2 separate regions of the Vulpes vulpes genome follow, and region 1 is linked to region 2. Evidence: chromatin contacts called from public Hi-C data. All regions are on one chromosome and are shown on one strand. Each heading gives the region's core, a stretch centred on a gene start, on an enhancer-like site or on the middle of the called end of the contact. The rest is flanking DNA. Distances are from core to core; before and after follow the strand shown. Region 1 holds the start of BOD1 (biorientation of chromosomes in cell division 1). Region 2 holds the start of C4H5orf47 (chromosome 4 C5orf47 homolog).

Region 1 (2,700 bases), core at 43-2,542, 300 kb before region 2:
TTTTCTACCCTACAGTACAAGCTTTGAGGACAGGTAATGACTTACTTGTTCCTGTATCCACACAGCCCACATGCTATAGGCCAGTAAATTTCAATGACTAAATGGAGGATGTCTTTTCCTATCTCTGAGTTGCAATTTTAAGTTCACAGTCCTCCTGTTAGATAGGCAGATTTTCTCAGAGAGGAGAAATCACTTCCCTAGAGGAGTTAGCAGGGCCTCCCAAACCGACAAACCTAATCTTCTTAGAAAAGCTTCTGAAAAGGGAGAAAATGGAACATTCCAGCAACTACTGTTATGTCTGATAACACGTGGCTTCATGGAATTCCCAGCACTGTGGCAAGTAACATGAAATAGCATTTTACTAGGAGGCATTCGGATCTAAAATTGGCACCAAATCCCCTTTAAGCCACGGTGGAGTAAAAGGGTGTCGGTTCTGGAGTAAAAGGGCAATTAAGGGTGTACCTTAATTCGACTGGATACCCAAAGTGCAAATCACTAAGCTAGCGGAAAGAAGGAATAGCTAGCTACCACACTGTGATGACGGCGCACTCACGCCATTCTCGCTTCCTTACTGGTCTTCTCCAACGTTCTTAACACACAGAGGTTTGTTACTGAGGGGCTCAAAGACGTCTCAGCTTGGGAAAGAGGATGTAGGCTCTCTCCCCTACGATCACAGGAAGGACTGGACTGCCGCCCAGCCAGCAGTGATGGGGCTGGGAGCCCAACCCACGTGTACACGACTCAGGAAGCTTTCTGCACTGCCTCAAGCGGTTTAAAGTATCTTCTGGTTTTCTCTCTGCTTTAGAAAAGCCAAGCTGCAACCCTGCCGTCCTCACGCCCGGCCCCGGCTACCTTGGTGTCCACGTCGGCCAGGCAGTCCCGGCGGAAGCTGTCAAACAGGCCCCTGCTCTTGAGCTGCTCCACGATGAGAGCGATGAGCTGCGGGTCGCCGGGAGGCAGCGAGGCCGGGTTGATGGGGCCGCCGCTCCCACCAGCCCCCGTCGCGCCCGTGGCCGACCCCGCTGAGGCCTGGCCCGCTCCGCCGCCGCCCACCGAGCCGGGGCCCCCGCCGCCGCCGCCGTCCGCCATGGCTGCGCCCCGGGACCACAAAGGAGACCGAACACGGCTGCTCAGGGACAGAGAGACTGAGTCGTGCAGAGATGGCAGAAGCGCCCAAGAAGGAGGCGGCGGGGGAGGTGGAGAAAGGGGAGGCGGAGGGGGGAGGGGAGGGCAGGGAGGGGGCGAGGGCGGGGGCGGGGGGGGCGGCGGCGGCGGTGGCAGAGGAAGCCGGCTCCGAGGCAACGGGGGTAGTGGTAGGAGCGGTAGCAACTGCCCGCTCCATCTCCGGCGCTCCGCGGATGACGTCACCGCTGGCCTTTGCATTGTGGGGCGGGAAGTTTTCGGCAGTCATCCTCGCCTTTCTTATAGGCAGAGGTCTGGCTGATGGAAACTACAACCCCCAGGCTCCTGCTCGCTCGGCGCCAGTGTGCGGGACAGAACGCGAATTGGAGGCCCGGGCCCTCGTGATTGCCGCAACCTGCGCTGGCGTTTCTCGCGCAGTCACTGCCCCGCTGGTTTTAAACCAGCAGGTCCCACCCAACTGCCTAATGATAAGAATCATCTGTGGGACTCGTTAAAAGTATAAACAGGTTTGTTCGTGACGTGTTCGGATTCAGTATTTTTCGGTCGGGCTCTAGGAGTCTGTGCTTTTAACACGACACCCAACGCCCTCCTTGAGCAATAGGAGCCCGGGCAATTTGGGCAACAGTAGACTAGTCAAATTTATATTATGCCAAAAAGAGAAAGGTACTTTCTCTCCCTTCAGATTTTATTCTTTTTTTTTTTTTTTAAGATTTTATTTGTTAATCCTGAAAGACACACAGAGAGAGGCAGAGATACAGGCAGAGGGAGGAGCAGGCTCCATGCAGGGAGCCCGAGGAGGGACTCGATCCCGAGACCCCAGGATCACGCCCTGGGCCGAAGGCAGACGCTCAACCGCTGAGGCACCCAGGCGTCCCTCTCCCTTCATATTTAAAAAAAAAAAAAAAAGATTTTTAAAATTTATTCATGAGAGACACAGCAGGCTCCATGCAGGGAGCCCGACGTGGGACTTGATCTGGGGTCTCCAGGATCACGCCCTGGGCAGACAGCGGCGCTAAACCGCTGAGCCGCCCCGGGATCCCCTCCCTTCAGATTTTAATATCAGTGCACACTTTTAGGAAATTGGAAAATGACAACATTGTGAAAAGAAGACAAAAGTTTCCGTGAATTCTTTTCCTGCGTGTGTGGGTTTCCTCCCAGATAATAGACACTGCCAATAATAGTGGTGATGATAATAAATTAATATCAAGTAAATGGGATATGTCAGGCACGATACTAAACACTTTACACTTGGCAAGAAACTAAAAAGCAGGTAATGTCACTGCTGTTTTACAGATGCAGAAATGGAGACCGTATGTCGCCTGATCACATAGCTAGAGGCTGAAGAGGAGGCTTTGAACCCAGGTTTTCTGAATCCAAATTTTGCAGCATTTAACCCAAGCTATGTCACTCCTGAGATCTTGTGGGCATCACACACCAGGTAAGGCGTTTTATCCTGATTTGTTTTTAGCCGCAATTCACCATGGGAACTTCAGGGCTGCCACCACTGTCCTCTCCTTTTAGCCCTTGACTTTTATTAGCTCAACTCCTGCCCACTTG
Region 2 (2,700 bases), core at 136-2,635:
GTAAGTCATTATCTCTCACATAGACGTTAAAAGTCTAAAGAAAAGATTAAAAAATCAAATTTAGAGGTATGTCAATCATATAGTATGATAATATATCACAAGCAAGTAGGATTTATCCCAGATTAGAGGGTTGGTTTAACATTGGAATTCGATCAATGCAATTCATCACATTTATACAATAAGGGAGTGAAATTACATAATCATCTCAATAGAGTTCGTAGACAGAATAAAAGGTGAATCACAGATGAGAAAAAAATTGCAATACATACAAGTAACAAATACCTAATATACAGAATATATTAAAAACTCCTCTTAATGATTGAGAACAGAATGAAAACCCCCACATAGAAACAAAGAAAGCAAAGGGATTGGGCCTGGGTGAGAACATGAGGTGCTTCTGCACTGCACCATTTCTTACCCTGGGTGGATATTACGTGGATATATTTAGTGTGTGAAAATTCATCGATCTGTATACTGATGATTGGTACAGTTTTCTGCACTTTATAATTCAATTTAAAAAGATTCATTTTAAGAAAATATGTCTCTGTCCTGCCTGTTACTTTGGGGAAGTCACTCATTTTGGAACTTCAGTTTCTTTGCTGTGAAATGCTGCACGATTTGAAAGGATGGTCTATGGGACAACCATTTGCAAAGTACAGATGTAAAGCTATGGCCACATGCACTTCACAGGGTATGTGCTCAATAACCGTGACATGGAGGTGAAGCCTACGGCAACTCTATGTGCCAGTACTCAATAGGCCTTATTTTGATTTAGCCCCGTCATCCTGAATTTACACCTGAGGAAACCGAAAGCTTAGAGAGGAAAAGTAGCTTGCCCAAATAACCCAGCTGGGCAGCAGCCGCACCCCATGGGCCGCACGTCGGGGCGGGAAAGACGCTGGCCCGAGGCCCAGAAGGCCCAGCACGACTATGCCCGGCCAAGGTGCCCCGGGAACCCTCGGGCAGCACGGGGTGCTGTGTCCCCTCCCGCGCCCCCGGCCCCCAACTTCACCGCCCGCGCTCCAGCCTGCGCAAGCCAGGGTCAGGGCTCACGGGGGAGCCGGGGGAGCCGGGCACACCCAGCCGCGGGAGGCTGCCCCAGGGGCCTGCCCCCTCCCCCACCGCCCTGTCCCCGCCTCCCCGCCCCCCCCCACCCCCGTGACGCGGTCCCCAAACCTTGCCACCACCTTCCCTCTGCGCCCCAGCCAAAGCCCTGCCGCTCTCCCGCCCGCGCAGGGCGGCCCGCCCCGCCCCGCCCCCGCCCCCGACGACGCCGTGTCCCCGCGCCCCCACCTGCCCACGCCGTCCCGCCCCTCACGCCCACCCCGCCGCGCGCGCAGTGGCCCCGCCCCCGCCCCCCCGCGTCCCCGCCCTCCCGCCCAGGGCTACGCGGGGCTTCTGAGGAAACTCGGCGGCGATGGCGGCGGCCGCCCGGGGGCAGGAGCGGAGCCTGACGCGCTTCGTCTACGTGACGCGCTTCGGCTCGCACCGGTGCGGCGGCGTCTTGCGGCTGGGCGGCCGCCGGGCTCAGGGCCGCGGGAACCCCGGGCGCCGGGCCGCAGGCAGCCCCGAGGAACCGCGGGCGGCGGCCCCGGACGGCGCGGAGCTCGCCCCCGGCCCCCGGCCCCGGGAACCCGCCGTCTCCCCGCCGGCGCGGGCGTCGAGCGCGCAGAGCGGTACCTCGCCGGCGGCGCGAGCAGGTGGCAGGTGGCGCCTGGCGGGCGGGCGGGGGGGCGGGCGCCCGGGTGCCCGGGTGTCGGCGGTGGGCGCCTCAGCCCTCGGCCTTCCCGCCCGGCTGCGGAGGGCAGGTGCGGTCCCGCGAGATGAGCCGGGCTGCCGCGGGAGGTCACGGGACGGAGCCCCTTGCGTCTGCCACCGCGAGGGGCCGGGCGGCTTGTCTGTGCCGCGGGGCCGCCGTCTTCGCCGCGCTGAGGGAGGCACGGGCCTCGACGCGACGCGCGGGAGGTCTTCCCCTCGTCCGTCCGCGTGCGCGTGTTTCGGGCATGGGCATGCTCTGTGTGTGAAACGTCCCTATAGGTGTTGCCTGTGTCTTATTGAATTCCTTCCTAGGTGTTCGACCTTCCGTTGCAAACGGGGTTTCCTCCTCCATAACCCCCTCTGCGTGCTTGTTTGTGTCTAGGAAGCTTCCTGATCTTCCTTCCTTCCTTCTTTTCTTTCAGAAAGAGAGAGCGAGGGATCCCTGGGTGGCGCAGCGGTTTGGCGCCTGCCTTTGGCCCAGGGCGCGATCCTGGAGATCCGGGATCGAATCCCACGTCGGGCTCCCGGGGCATGGAGCCTGCTTCTCCCTCTGCCTGTGTCTCTGCCTCTCTCTCTCTCTCTCTGTGACTATCATAAAAAAAAAAAAAAAAAAAAAAAAAAAAAAAAAGAAAGAGAGAGCGAGCTAGCAGGGGGAGAGGCAGAGGGAGCCACAGAAGCCGACTCTGTGCTGAGGTGGATCTGGGGGTGGGACTTGACCTCAGGACCTTGACATCATGACCTGAGGTGAAATCAGATGAGCCACCCAGGCGCCCCACTTCTTGATCTTAAAAAAAATAAATGAACAAACCGTATTTAAGGTTCATGTATATACATGCCGAGATTTGATAAGGTTATATTTTTAGCGACACAATTAAGGTACAGAGCATTTCCATCTCCCTCGTTTTTGAGGGCTTACTCCCTCCACCTGTGCTTTTTGGAGAG

Evidence for each region. A called contact is a pair of places that touch in the nucleus more often than the background predicts.
Region 1: a Hi-C map of skeletal muscle shows a contact between it and region 2, with 4 times the contacts expected there. The contact joins the promoter of BOD1 here to the promoter of C4H5orf47 in region 2. A contact is called at or near these places in 2 of 3 Hi-C or Micro-C datasets (both in skeletal muscle).

What each region holds. Positions count from the first base shown.
Region 1 is chr4:97,688,767-97,691,466 of VulVul3, reverse strand. It overlaps BOD1 (biorientation of chromosomes in cell division 1), which reads right to left and starts at 1,292. Exons shown (of 4, transcript XR_012001172.1): 1 at 853-1,292. It overlaps LOC112926062 (a long non-coding RNA gene), which reads left to right and starts at 1,481. Exons shown (of 5, transcript XR_012001173.1): 1 at 1,481-1,649; 2 at 2,437-2,581.
Region 2 is chr4:97,388,332-97,391,031 of VulVul3, reverse strand. C4H5orf47 (chromosome 4 C5orf47 homolog) reads left to right here and starts at 1,385. Exons shown (of 4, transcript XM_072756571.1): 1 at 1,385-1,700. The coding sequence starts at 1,418.